Regions from separate parts of the Mus musculus genome. Here region 2 is linked to region 1. A link is a contact called in public HiChIP or PLAC-seq data. All regions are on one chromosome and are shown on one strand. The core of a region is the stretch at or near the end of the contact, and the rest is flanking DNA. Distances in the headings are between cores, read along the strand shown. Region 1 holds the start of Sorcs2 (sortilin-related VPS10 domain containing receptor 2). Region 2 has its middle 31 kb from the start of 2210406O10Rik.

The links. HiChIP or PLAC-seq counts read pairs in DNA pulled down with a chosen protein or histone mark.
Region 2: a contact with region 1 is called in an H3K27ac HiChIP or PLAC-seq map of large pre-B cells, with 2.0 times the contacts expected there. The contact joins the enhancer-like site here to the promoter of Sorcs2 in region 1. A contact is called at or near these places in 1 of 39 promoter capture datasets (pre-B cells), 13 of 484 Hi-C or Micro-C datasets (B cells, the C2C12 cell line, cerebral cortex and 7 more), 3 of 115 datasets of contacts at active chromatin or transcription factors (double positive thymocytes, embryonic stem cells and large pre-B cells) and 1 of 9 other capture datasets (liver).

The regions. Positions count from the first base shown.
Region 1 is chr5:36,392,522-36,399,652 of GRCm38.p6, forward strand. It overlaps Sorcs2 (sortilin-related VPS10 domain containing receptor 2), which reads right to left and starts at 5,618. Exons shown (of 27, transcript NM_030889.2): 1 at 5,045-5,618. The coding sequence starts at 5,524.
Region 2 is chr5:36,430,760-36,437,890 of GRCm38.p6, forward strand. No RefSeq gene overlaps it. Among named protein-coding and RNA genes, the nearest start is that of 2210406O10Rik, 31 kb to the right of the region's middle. Within about 2 kb of position 3,547, at least 15 of the 459 cell types and tissues checked have an H3K27ac peak or open chromatin away from gene starts, as enhancers often do.

The sequences.
Region 1 (7,131 bases), core at 4,368-6,867:
CGCTGTTCTACAGAGCACAAGACCCTGGGCATCCTCAGCCCAGGACCCTAGGCACCCTCAGTACAGGACCCTGGGCACCCTCAGCACAGGACCCTGGGCACCCTCAGCACAGGACCCTGGGCACCCTCAGTACAGGACCCTGGGCACCCTCAGCACAGGACCCTGGGGTACCATCGGCATGAAACAGGAGCCCACTAGAGTATGCACCTGTGGTTTGCCTCCATAGACTGTGCTACGGTACACTGCTCTCTGGCCGCCACCTGTCCACTGCACAGGCAGCGCTGTCTTTCTACTCATTCTTCATCCAGACACTAGCCTCAAGGTCCTGACGGGCTTGCCCACCAGTGGCAGGCACCTGACAGCCCCTGTGACAGGCACTCAGCATGAGCCGCCGCATCCTTGGTCTCTGTCTCACTTGGGTGGCCACCGGATGTTTCGGTGGTAGTAGCTGCAAGGACAAGTGCTCGGTGCCTACAAGCTGCCAGTCTCAGCTCCCACTGGAAGCCAGACCTCCGCTCCAGCCATAGAACAAAGGGAGACTGGCTCTCAGGAGCCCTGAACTCAGGAAGCCGCAGTGCCCAGGAGCCGCTGAGACACTTCTAATGCAAAACCGTAAAGCCACAAACACCACAACACCACAGCTATAGGAAGCAGGGCTGTCAGTCAGCTTTGTGCCAGGCATGGACCCATTCACTTCAGATCTCAGAAGGTCTCAGTAGGTAGAGACTGACTTGCCGCCTCAGAGCCCAGCACTGAAGAAGGCAAGAAGCTGGCACAGCAGGCTATTCCTCCTAACCTGGGCACCTCCAGTATAGAGTCCCACAAGCTTCAACCCTGTACTTCTTCTGTGACCTTTCTGGCCACGCCCGAGCTGGATGCCAAGCTAACCTCTAGCTATGCATCATGCTGTGGTCTATGCATTTCACTTAGAAAATCTGGCCCTTGTACAACCAACCTATGAGCCTGCAAGTCCCCCTCCCACAGCAAGGACAGAGGCCCCAGAGCATCTCCTCCATTCATCTTAGGACTCAAAGCCAGAGGGGAGATCCTGAGACAAACCCAGGCCAGCAGGCTCGGAAGCCAAAATATTCACCACCCCGACCCTGACATGGGCTCTTCAGCCACACATTTGGGGACCATGCGCAATCTTTTTCCCTCCCAGCTTCTTGCTCAGGCTTCTGCTCCCACACAATGTATTTGGTGTCTCTGTGTGGCACCTGTGACCTTCAAATTCTTACCTAACAGGACTCGCTCAAACTGTCCAGCTTGAACACCCTCCTTCTCTCCTCTACTCGCTACTCATCCTTTGAGCCAGCCCTGAGGCCGCCTCTGCTATGCTGTCCTCCCTGATGACGTCCTTCCCATCAGGTGACTGTGAGCTCCAGGTGCTTGCTCAGAGGACGACAAGTGAGACCCGCTCCCTGCTCTTGGGAGCAGAACTGTTTCAGCCCCCCCCCCCAAGGTCCATAAATTGAAGCCCAGGACTTGCAAATGAGTGAATCAGAAGTAGGACTTCTAACTGTGATTCCATTATACTGAGCTTGTCAAGATGGCCTTAACCCAGTGGTTCTGGTGTCCCAATAGGAAGGAGAGAGCTCACGTTCCAGGTGCAAACAAAGGGTCAAAGGGACACTGCTGTCTAGGACCCACATTGCCATAGTCCTTTGCCACAAAAGCCAGAGCAAACTAATGCACCTGCCCTCAAGGAACCTGGCCTGCAACAGTTCCCATTCAATTCAGGCAGAGGCCATAATCCCTCTATACAAGAAACTGAGGCTGACAGCCTGCCCTTGGCCTTCCACCACAGAGAACCCACCTTCTGACCTGCACTGGGCTCTCTGCATTTATATAACACGACACAGGGTAGGGAGTCCAGCCAGATGCCTAGAGCGGAGTATGCTCAATCTGCCCAGAACTATCTAGGAACAGCCACCAGCACTTCCGGAGACACAGCACAGGCTAGAAAAAAGTCACCGGTCAGCCTGAGGAGCAGAGATGAGACCTGGATGTAGAAAGTTTGAACCCAAGTTAAACCATGAGTTGTATTCAAGTGTTATACAGAAAGGAGCCCAGGTGAGCATACTTAAAATAAGCCCCAACGGCAAGTAATTTCCCCCAAAACAGTTCCTCACATTCCTACCAGGCTAACAAGAAATTGCCACCCCTCAGATGGAGCCCAGCACAGAAGTCTGTTTCCCACCTTCGTATGTCCTCTCTGCCTCCAAGGGCAGTATGGAGACCCAGAGCCCTGTGTGCACAGCCCAACCCAGGCCCATCAAAAGGCAACCCTGGTGGGTTTCCAAGAAGGATTCATCTCACTTGTAACAATGTGTTGGCACAGCGAAACGTCAGCTGGAGAGGCCCTGTTTGAACTTCCAAGTGAGTCCTCTTCCCTATCTCCATGGGAGCGGGAAAGAATGGAGCCTTCACAGGGAAAACTCACATATGTTCCCAGAGCTGGAGTGACAGAGACTGTCTGGGAACCAGCTTGAGTCCCGCCATCCCTCAGCCCATCCCTTAGCGGGATGCTTGGGATGCTCACTAATGTCTTTCAGAGAGTCTGTGCCCCTCCCCCAGCCCCCCTCCCCTAGCGGTCTTGTTTGGAAAAGCACCTGATGTTATAAAGCAAACACTCTGCTGTGGACCGCATCTGCAGAGGGCAGAGGCAAGCAGCAGAAAGGCAACCCCATAAAGACAGCACTCACAGAGTCCCTCAGTCTACTCTGGTCTCATCCAAGCTTGCCGAGGTGGTGCTTCAAGCAAGAGGTACAGCCAACTGCCAAGTGCTGGCTCTCATCTTTGTCCCTGTGGCTGCACACTGAGCACGGAGGGGGAGCAGCGCACTTCCAAGACACTTCATGTGCCAAGAATGTGCTGTGCACACCAGATCTAAGAGAACTGTGTTTAAAGGAACCGGTTTCCTGAGGCAGCCCTCACCCATCTTTTTCTACTCCTGGGTTTTCTCAGACAAGGTAAACCTATGAGTGCATCCCCAGCCATGGGCTGTCCGTCAGGGTTTCTGGAGAGAATCTTCTGCAAGGTCCATGAGAGAAGGGAGAAGACAGAAGACAGAAGTCAGAGAGATAACCGGGTAGTGTTTCCGTGCTGCCCCTCACATTCATCACAAGCTAGGTGCCACCTAAGTGCCAGGCTGGGCCCAGGTGTCCACATCTTATGCCTGCCCCCATGTGATAACGGCTGCAGAAGAGGGTCCCTCAGAGCTCAGCCAGTCATTCTCCATCCTCAACTCTCCAAGGTGCCTATTCAAGGGGCAGGCTATAATCTCATAGGGGGTTCAGCTGGACAGCAAACAGCCCATACTAGAGGCAGCTGGTCTCTTTTCCTATAGATCCATCACCCCCACCTGGTGTCTCACTCTCTTTCATACCATGAAGCTAAGTGACAAAGTGACAAGATAGTTGAATTAACCACTTCAGCACCTCAGATCCAGATCTCAGTGTGTTTCTGTCCCTTTCAGTTCTTGCATTCTGGGCTACTTACTATTCAGTCCTCAAGAATGGCCAATGGCCCAGGGGTCCCGGTTTATCATTGGGTGCTAGCCAGCACTAAAAGGCTGGGACCAGCGGAATACCTAGAGGCGGAGGGCTTGGTCAAGGTGCAGTTGAGGACATCAGGGCACCTCAACTCCCTTCTTGGGAGGAACACCCAAGTACTCTGTTCAGCACCCTGACTGCCCCCTGCTGGCCAGATGCATCCACAGCACCAGCTCTGCCCTCTGAGGGCTGCTAGTCTTCCTGGAGATGCCATTAGCTTAGGGACCAGTGAAGACACCTGCACCCTGGACAAAGCCAGCCAGTAGGGAAGGGGCTGGCAGGACTGGAGTTTAGGCCAGCCAAGGCTACATGGTGGTCCCTTCCCTAGTACAAATGGAAGCCTCCAAGCAGTCACCGAGAGTGCGAGGAGAGGAGACGGGGAGGGGGGGGGGTGTTTTAAAAGTGTCTGCAGCTTCATTATGTCCACCTGATAACCCAAAGAGAAGACCCGCTCACTCCACTTCCCAGTGCATGCAGGGACTCTGGCCCTATGCAGTCTCCTAAAAAACTTGGAAGACAAGGAAAAGAGGTGGAGTCACCTCCTGAGGGGTGGGGTGGGGGAGGAGTGGAGAGTCTGTGTGGACTGTGGTACAGGCAGTGAGGAGGGATTCCTGGCTCTCTCTCTTCATGAAAACACACTTCCCTGGAGAGCAAAGGCTTGCAAACCTGGAGTGCACACACCTGAGATTCCCCAGAGGGGACAGAGTGACTCTGACCTTTAACAAGGAAAAACAAACCCCTTGAGGTGCACTACCAAAAAAAGGAACGGGGAGTGGCTGGATCCTAAATCTGGAAGAGCAGGAGCGGGATGGACGCTGGAGCTCTCCGGGCAGAGGGAGAGGCATGGGAGAAAGGGAGGGAGGGAGTTGGCGCACTGCTCTAAAGACCACAGAACGTTAAATACTATTAAACACCCCATGGTCCACTCGGACCAAAGACAGCTGTGGGGCACACTAGGAGGAGCAATCCTAGAATTAAGAACCTTCGAACAGGACATGGAACTGTCAGGGATATCATGGACCCTGAGGTCAGCATAAATGAAGTAGTAAGGACGCCAGAGGTGGCAATTCCAGAGGTGTTCTCTGGAGCTGCTGAGTGCAGTGCAGTGTGTGGGCGACCCACCCACTGTCCACGCGGCGCAGAGCTGGGTAGCCCTCAAGGACCTGGAGTTGTCCCATGCTGCCCAGATCCTGACGACTCTAGGGACCTTCCCTGTAGCCCAGATCTAGAGGCTAGGGGTGTTTCTGGTCTCCAGATCTTCGGAAAAACCTTCTGAGCGAGACAGAATCTCACAAATTCGAGGACCCTTCCAAAAGTAACCCATAACCAGAAGCCAGTAGGGGCGCCGCCGAGGTGACCCGCGTCCCCCAAGTAGCCAAGAATGCCCAGCAGAGTGACCGCGGGTGGTCCGGAAGTAGGGGGCTGTGGTGGTCTCCCTGGGTATCCCGAGGTGTCCGGGCAGGGCCGGGGTGAGTGCGGAGGTCACTTACGCTGCTGTTCTCTCCTGTCCAGTGTACCATCGCCTGGTTGTGCGTCGCGTCTCCCTTGAGCACGAACGACGTGCTGATGAGCGAGACCTGTGCGCGCGAAGCCGAAGCCGCACCGGCCACCGGCACCGCCCGAGCCCTGCGCCCCTTGCCCGGAGCTGGGGCGCCATCGGTGCTGGGACCCGAAGCAGAACCCGGACCGAGACCCGGGACGCTGGGTTCTGATTCTCGTGCCTGTGGATCTTTGCGATCGCCGGACTCCGTGCGTCCCGCGGGCAGCAGCCTAGTGATCTGCACACCGGGACCCTGGCGCCCGGGCTGGGGGGAGCGCCCCATCGCTCCGCAGGCAGCCACCAGCACCAGCAGCAGCAGCAGCAGCGGCCACGAACGTGGCCAGCACGGCGGCAGCAGAGCCTGAAAGCTCCGGTCCGGCGCAGTAGGGCCAGGACGCTTCGGGGCGCTCGGGGGTCCCCGGTGCGCCATGGTCGCTGGTAGGTAACGGCGGGGCGGTGCGGACGACACCGCGGCCGGGAGAGCGGGAGGGCGCTGGGAGCTTGAGCAAGAGCGCAGAGAAAGGAGCCGGGAGGGAGGGAGCGCGGGAGGAGGGGACTCAACGCCGCCACGCAGCCAAGGGAGCACCGCCACCTGCCGGCCGCGCGCAAGCCACCGCAGCTCTGGGCTGGGCCAGGCCGGGCCAGGATGTCCTGAGTGCAGTCACACCTCCAAGACCCCTTCCTTCTTTCCTTCCTTCCTTCCTTCCTTCCTTCCTTCCTTCCTTCCTTCCTTCCTTCCTTCCTTCCTTCCTTCCTTCCTTCCTTCCCAGTGACTCCTAACTTTATCCTCGCTCCTCTTCTCCCACCCACTTTTCATCCTCCCTGACTTTCTCGAGGCGTCTACACTTGACCAGCCGGAGTTCCAGGCACTTGGGGCACAACAGGGTGCAACAAAGGGAAACAGGCCACACCCAAGTAGCCCGCTTAGAGGCCAAACAACTCCAGAGTAGCCGTTCTGCGGAGGTGGGGAGGGCGCCTCCTCCGGGCGCTGCTGGAGAGAGTCAAGGGGACGCCTGCGAATCATGAAAACCTGAAAGATGTTCCAGGCAGCTGAGGATAGTGCAGGAACCTTGGGGTGTCGCCCAAAACCAATTTAGTCCCTCAGACTCTGGCTTTATCTCCCACCTCCAGGGGGAGCCCCTGAACATATTACACCTGAGTAGCGGTAGCAAGGAGAGAAGAACAGAGAGGCAAGGTCCCAGCCAGAAGGTGTAGGCCAGCACAGAACATGAGGAAACTAGCCCCAGAGCTCACCAAGTCTTTAATTCAATGTCAATAAAAGCAGCCATTATTACCAGCCCCTCTGCCATCCAGAACACAAAGCAGGTGCCTGCCCAAATAAGGCCAAGAGTGCAGTTGAGCTTTGTCCCCTCGGCATCCTCTCAGGAGCAGGGTCTAGGAGACAGGGAGACTTGGAGACCAACACTGAAAGGCCCCGCTGCCTGCTGGGTCTCTTCACTCCAGGGAACAGAGTAGAGCAAAGAACAAAGTATCCAGCAACAACAGCTGAACTTGCTCCCAAGGTTGAACTCCAGTGCCCCCTCCAGGAATTTCTGTTCAGCACAAGTCATTTTGCCAGGGCTCCGCTGTGCCAAGCACTGAGCAGGACTAGAGCGCCTGCCCCTGCCCCGTGTCCAAGAAGGCCTCCTCCTGTGGAATGTGCCCAGGCTGCACCCTGATGTAAACTTCCAACCCAAAAAATTCAGGAGCTGAAGTCCAAAGCCAGGCAAGGGCGCACAGCTGTGGCGACATTTGGTCTAGCAAAGAAAGGGCAGCGAAGCCTGTCAGTGTGGGGCTGAAGGGGGTGGGGAAGGAGAGGAACCGAGAAGATAATGTGACCAACTCCCATGTGCCTTTTCCAGATCTGGGGAGTGGGGGTGGGGTGAAGGGGCTTCCAAGTCATAAGTGTATACTGTTACAGCTGTGGTCTCCTCCAGTTTGGGGTAAGCTTGGCTTTGCTGTACTTTGATTTAAAAAATAAAATAAAATTTAAAAAAGCTTCTAAGTAATAAGAGAAAGCCTCAGACCATGACAGAC
Region 2 (7,131 bases), core at 2,297-4,796, 36 kb after region 1:
GCTGCTTCCTTCTCCTGAGGCCAACTACTAAGGTCCAGCTATCAAAGTATTGAAGTTCAACAATTAAAAGTCCTCTTTGGGCCACCTAATTAACATGTTCAATTAAAATTAAACACCTCTTCCTAACACAGGGCTTCCCCTGTTACCTTTATAAACTTCCATTTGTCTATGGGCCACATCTGTCTCCTCGTTATCTAGAGGCAGTCCTTTGTCCTCTGGGAGAAATATCCCTGCCCCCTTTCTCCCTCCTCCTCTATCTCTTATATTTGTCCCTTATTCTCTGCCCTCTGTCCCTCTGGGGCAAATAAATCTCCTTTGTGCTGAGAACTTGGTCTTGAGTGTCCTGAGCCAATACTTTGCCTTTCAATAGCTGCCTAAATGCCGCTGGTGGCCTCTGTGGCTCTTGGCCCCCAAGGGTGGTATTTCATAGTTCCTCCCAGTCTTGCCTTTAATGTCTGGAATTTTTCCCTTGACCCTGGTTCCCAAGGGCTGACCCCGACAGAGCTGTGCACTCAACCCACGCATTCATCAGCACAAACTCATTCCCCAGGTGTGTTATGTGGGTGCACATGTGAGTGTGTGGTTACTCTCCTGTGCACGTGGACATCAGATGCGTTTTCCTCCGTCATTCTTCACCTTACTTTTTTCCATTTGTATTTCATGTGTGTGGGTGCTTTGCCGATGAATCTCTGGGTGCCATGTGCACGCAATGACCGTGAAAGCCAGGAGAGGGCTTCAGATCCCCCCAGGAACTGGAACAATAGACAGTTGTGTGCCAGCATGTGGATGTGGGGAACTGAGCCCAGGTCCTTGGGAAGAGCAGCTGGCACTCTTAACCAGTGAGCCATCTCTCCAGCCCATACTCTATATTTTTTGATCCAGGGTCTCCCACTGAACCAGGAGTTCACAGATTAAGCTAGCCTGACTGACCAGCAACCTTCAGGGATCCTCAGGTCTCACCTCAGGTTTGAGATTACAGCAGTGGGCTGCCGGACCCAGCCTTCTGTGGATGCTGGACATGGGGTCTCAGCCTGATGAGTGGCAGACCAGTGAACCAACCTGGCAGCCCCAGCTTTTCTTTTTCTTTCCTTCAATGAAGAGCAGCATAGGTTCCACCCTCCCTAGCCCCTCCCCCGCCCTCCTCCAGTCACCAATGCAGTGTGCCTGCTGGACAGCTCCCCTGTGACCTCACTCTCCCTTCTTAGGACTCCATAAAGAATGCAGAGGATGACTCTGAATTTTCAAAATGCATCTGAACATATAAAACAGAGTTTTACCATACACACCTTTCCCCAAAATTTCATTAATTCAAACTAAAATAACAAAGGGAAACAAAATGGAAGACCCCTTTTCTGAGGCCTGTAAATGGCTTTTCCAGGATATATTACAGATCTGCCAGCTTCCTGTACTTTCCCACTTTCTCTTCTAGAAAATGAAGTTCAACATGGAGCAGAGAAAAGCCTGTATATTTTTAAACTTTTTATTGATTCTTTTTTACATCATGCACCCTAATCCCTCTCATCTCCCATCCCCCACATATTCATCCTCTGCCCTTGTAACCTTCCCCCAAAATAAAATATAATAATAATAATAATAATAGGAAGAAATAAATATCTCACTGGGGAAGTTGTAGTGTGTCACAGTGTATCCGACAGTGTATCCGACAGTGTATCCTACAGTGTATCCCACACTGTATCCCACACTGTATCCTTTGGCCCAAACATCTTTACTTGCAGATGCTCATTGAAATGAGCAGTTGGTGTGGTTTGAGGCCTCTGGCTTCTGCTACATTATCAGTACTGGATCCTCACTGAAACTCCTCTTGGATACTCTGTTGCTGCCTTGTGTCCCGGCAATCCTGCAGCTTTGGTTCTGCAGAACGAGCCCCTTCACATGTTCTAGTAGCTCATAGATGGGGTAGACATTGGGGTGGGCCAGCTCCGAGCTCTGGCTCTGGGCCTGTGGTAGCTGGGTTGGTCAGCCCCGCCAGCTCTCCCACGTTCATACCCTCAGGACTGGCTCTCCTGTGCCCACGGCACCAGGGTCAGCTCTACTGTGCTACAGACAGTGAGGGGTGAGGCAGGAAAAGCGTATTTAAAAAAAAAAAACACACATAGAATCTCAGGTTAATGAAAATGCTACCTGTTGCAACTATTTCCCACTCTAGAACACTGGTATAACTTTGGATCCATCTGTTTTCTGTTGCTATAACAAAATGCCCCTGGCTAAATTAGACATAAGCAAAGAAGGTTTGTTTAGGAAAGCCCAAGGTTAAGTGGCTTTGACTTCTGGTGGCAACCTCATAGTAGATGGAACATGGCAGGTGCTTGTGCAGGAAAGAGAGTGTTCATAGTGGAACAGAGAGCCAGAGAACAGAGAGGGGCTGGCCTTCTTTCAAGGGCCCATCAGAACTACATTCATCTCTTCCAGGAGAACACCCCCAGTGAACATCCTGCCACAGTTGGATCCTCTTAATGGTCACCACACTGAGGAGTGAGCTCCCAGCAAGTAAGGTAAGTCACTGGGGAACAAATTGCAACCATATCATAGCCAATATTAATAGAACGGCAAAGCATAGCCCAACTCACACATGGACAAAGGCTCCAGCAAGCAGAACTCAGCTTTGTACAAGTGCCTGATGTCCAAGCATCCTCAGAATGCAAGGATGCTCACATCCAAAGGGAGCACACAGATGCTAGCACCGACCCACATGATCACTTGGTGGAAACGTTAGAAGCTTCTATCTATCAAGGACCAAGGCAAGAAGTCCACAAGCTAGCTAGATCTTACACTATTCTAGAAGTCCCAGCAACCCTAATAGCTGTGCCCACACCCAGACACTATGCAATCCTGTTCTGTCCCCTACAGGTAAATGACAGTAAGAAGGGATTCTGACAGACATCACTGACCTGACACCTACTCAGCAATGAGCACTGCTCTGTGCAGGCATGGGGCTTCACTGGAGACAAACACAGAAGGAGGCTCTGTCCCTAATCCTTGCCCCCAGAGCCCTCAAGGCAGATAGACACTTTTCCAACCAGTTCTCACCTGCCTCCCATATACCGCCACACCCAACCCCCAAACTGCTGCAAGGCAAGGGCTCCAATCCCCACTTCATTGACTAGGAAACAAGTTCAAAGTGGCTGTGACACTCACCAGAGTGACTGCTAATGAAGTGACTGAGTCAAGATTTGAAGCCACAGCTCATGCTCACCACTAAAATGTCCTCTAGCTGCTCCGGGGACAGAGAGAGACACTAAGGGTTCCTGAATACAGGGGCAGAGTGTGTGTGTGTGTGTGTGTGTGTGTGTGTGTGTGTGTGTGTGTGAGAGAGAGAGAGAGAGAGAGAGAGAGAGAGAGAGAGAGAGAGAGAGAGAGACTTGGATGATCTGGAAAGGGCTGAGTGGAGAGGAGATTAGACCAGAAGTGGAAACCTGGTCATGATCTTGTCGCACGGGCATAAGGAGAGGTGAGGGATAGCAGGACATGCCCCCATGAGAACTGTAAGTCTATGGCAAAAAGGAGGTTCCTGCCTTCTGCAATGGTCCAGTGGATTCCCCAGCTCTGCTGTCAGGCCTGGCAAACTCCTCCCAGCTCCCCTCTGTCCTCAGAGCAGACCAGGTGAGCAATCCCAGGGGCTCCACCCAGGCAGCTCTCCCAGGCCTCTTGCTAAGCAACCCCAGGAGTCTGCCTCTAAGTCCATCTTCTGTACCTTCTCTGGGTAAGTCGTCTGTGTTGGGGTTCTGGGTTGAGGCTGGCTGTATCGGGGTCCTGATGTCTTACCTACAGAATGAGAACACAGAGGGGAGACCTTTCCTCCTCACTTAGAGGGAGCACAGGCTGTGCTGGGGACAACAGGACTGCGTGCGGCAGCCACGCTGGCTGGCAGAGGCACAGCTGGGCCTGCGAAAAGAAAAACATGAGATTCATATTAATTTTCTGTTTAGCAGAATTTGAATTTCAAATGAAGTCCTGTGTTGGTTCAGACTGACTGCAGACTGTCTCCTAGGGCTGTCAATCAATGCCAGCTGCATTGGCCCCCAGGGGACCGGCTGCACAAGCCAGTGCACAAAGACCGTTGTAGGCTTTGTGCTAAGGTGGGAAGGCAGGTATAACCAGACCCTGTGTTTGGGGTTGGGAGGTCGCAAACCCCATCCCTGTGTTTCTGCACTAGCTTTCTCCCAAAATATCTACCTGGGGAGCCCCACTGGTTGAGAGGTCCCCGTTCATTTTGCTCAACTCTGTAGCCTGCTCTTTGTCATGTGAAAACTAAGGTAAGACCATACTCTCAAGCATTCCTGGCTTTACATGCCCACCCAGAGTCAGCCCTGGGCCCCTCAGCTTGGCATTGAACCCATTGCCACTGCCTGCAATGTCAGTCTTTGAGTGCCGCAGAGCCAAGGAAGTGATGTGGGACTCTCCAAGGGGGCCAGGGTGCATTCTCCATGCCAGCCTAGTGGGCCATCCCATACCCGTTAGGCTCTGCTTGTGCAGGTGCCTGCAGAGAAGGTCCCAAGCTCAATGGGAGGCAGCGAAGGTGAGGCACTGGTGAGTGAGCGCTGCTCTGAGCATTGGATGCTGGCAGTGACACCCAGGGACACTGACTGGCCTTGTTCCTACTCCTGCAGCTGTCAGTCTCAACCTGGACCCAAACCCTGGCTATCTGGTTCTTCTCCAAGCCACAGGCTGCCCCTCACCAAGGAGACAGGGAGGAGAGCTGTAGTGACTGGGATGGCTCTTGGGTTGAGCCCCAGAGGAAGGACAGGAGCTGTGTTTCACATCCAGCCAGAGCAGCAAAGAGGATCTATCTTGAGTCCCTCGCTATGGGATTTTAGAATGTCATCCACAAGGCCTGTCCACAGCACTCCATAAATGCTTGTAACAAAAGGAATTCTGGGCAGGGCATGGAGGATGTTCAGGGTGCAGACTATTCTGCATGAAAGACAGTGGAGAGGCAGGGTCAGCAGGCAGTAGAGCCATGACCTTGAGGTCAATTAATAACAATTCTACTTCACTGTAGAGCACGAGGAGGTCATGCTGAGGGAATGACATTGGGAAGGATGTGTGTATCTGTGCATGTGTGTGTGACTGTGTGCATTTATGTGTGTATGTGTGTGTATATATATGCAAGTATGTGTGAATGTGTGTGAATGTATATGAGTTTATGTTTGTGTGAGTGTATGTATGAGTGTGTATGTTTGTATGAGTATGTGTATGTGTGTGTGAGTGTGTTTGTGTATGTATGTGTATATGAGAGTGTGTGCTTATATGTGTATGTGTTTATGTTTGAGTGTGTGCATGTGTGTGTGTGTGTATGTGTGTATGAGTGTTTGTGTGTGTATGTGTGTATGAAAGTGTGTGTGTTTATGTGTGTATGTATGTTTATGTTTGAGTATGTGTGTGTTGTGAGAGTGTGTGTTTGTATAAGTGTATGTGTGAGTGGGTATGTATGTGTGTGAGTGTGTGTATATGTGTGGGAGTGTGTGCATGTGTGTGTGAGTGTGTATGTGTGTATTTGTGTGTGTGTGTTTATGTGGGCAGTTGTGGGGACACAGAGCATATATGGGCTCCCATGTTTGATGCTCACTTTCACCATGGGTGAAATGACACTCTGAAGAATAAATTCTGTTAAGAAACTAGACAGTAAGCTGGGTAGTAGTGGTACATGCTTTTAATTCCAGCATTTGGGAAGCAGAGGCAGGTAGATTTCTGAGTTTGAGGCCAGCCTGGTCTATAGAGTGAGTTCCAGAACAGCCAGGGCTACTCAGAGAAACCCTGTCTCAAAAAATAACAAAACTAAAAAACCCAAAAACAAAAACCAAACAAACAAAACCCCAAAACCAAAGGAAGGAAAGGGAAGAGAAGGGAAAGAGAGAGAGAGGGAAGGAGGGAGGGAGGGAAGGAGAGAGAGAAAGGGGGGGAGGAAGGGGAAACTAGAATGTAAGTGGATCTAGGCATGGCCATGATGGTGCACTGCAGCTGTTTAGTGTAGTACTTTGGTCAGACTGAGGCAGGAGGATCACTGCTAGTCTGAGGCCAGCCTGAGCTAAACTGTGAAATATGGGAATCAAAAACAATGAAAGAAAGTGGGGGCAGATGCCCAGGTTCTGGAGAACAGCTGAATCTCTAAGCTGTGTCTCAGAGGAAAGGGGCCCAGAGAAGCCAACGAGGGCTGCAGCTGACTGACTTTCTTGGAAAAACTCTCAAGTTTTTAGAATTCTTTTTCTTGTAAAAAGATCTCTAGTTTCAAGGCTGCATTCTTGGCAGCCATGCCCCATCCTCTGCTCATAGTCCCTTGTCCCTGGTGAGTTGGGGATGACACTCTTGAGGAAAGGCAGAGCATGGGAAAGCACTGGGGAGAGGGACCAAGGCAGAGGGTGTGCTACAGGCCAAGAAGTACCACGGAGCAAGCCCCACCCGAGCACTTCTGGTATCCCATACTTACCACTCTTCGAAGATAATAATGCTCCAAATCTTAGCTTCCCCTTATAGCCATCCAGCATTATAAAGCTCCCACTGTGTGCTGGCCCTGCACACACACTTCCATGCAGACCCACATTAGTGGCCTGAGCTAGAAGTCTCTTAATATCAACAGATGGATGCTTTGAATGACAGCTTCAGCTTTCAGCTGGCCAACATCACTAAAGGTCCTCTGTGTTCCAACACCACCAGAGTACTTTTGCGCATGCCTATTTGGTAGCCTGCTCAAACTAATTATGCTGGATAGTTGTATGTCAACGTGATAAAAGCTAAAGTCATCTGAGAGGAGAAATGCCTTCGTAAGCTCTAGGCTGTAGGCTAGGCTGTAGGCAAGCCTGTAAGGCATTTTCTTAATTAGTGATTGATGAGGGAGGGCCCTGCCCATTGTGGGTGGTGCTATCCCTGGGCTGGTGGTTCTGTGTTCTGTAAGAAAGCAGAATTGAGGAAGCCATGAGAAGCAAACCAGTAAGCGGCACCCCTCCATAGCCGCTGCATTAGCTCCTGCCACCAGGTTCCTGCCATGTTTGAGTTCCTGCCTTGAAGTCCTCAGTGATGGAAGTGTAAGCTGAAACCCTTTTCTCCTCGAGTTGCCTAGGCCATAGTGTTTCATCACAGCAACAGAAACCCTAACAAAGACACTGATTTCAAATC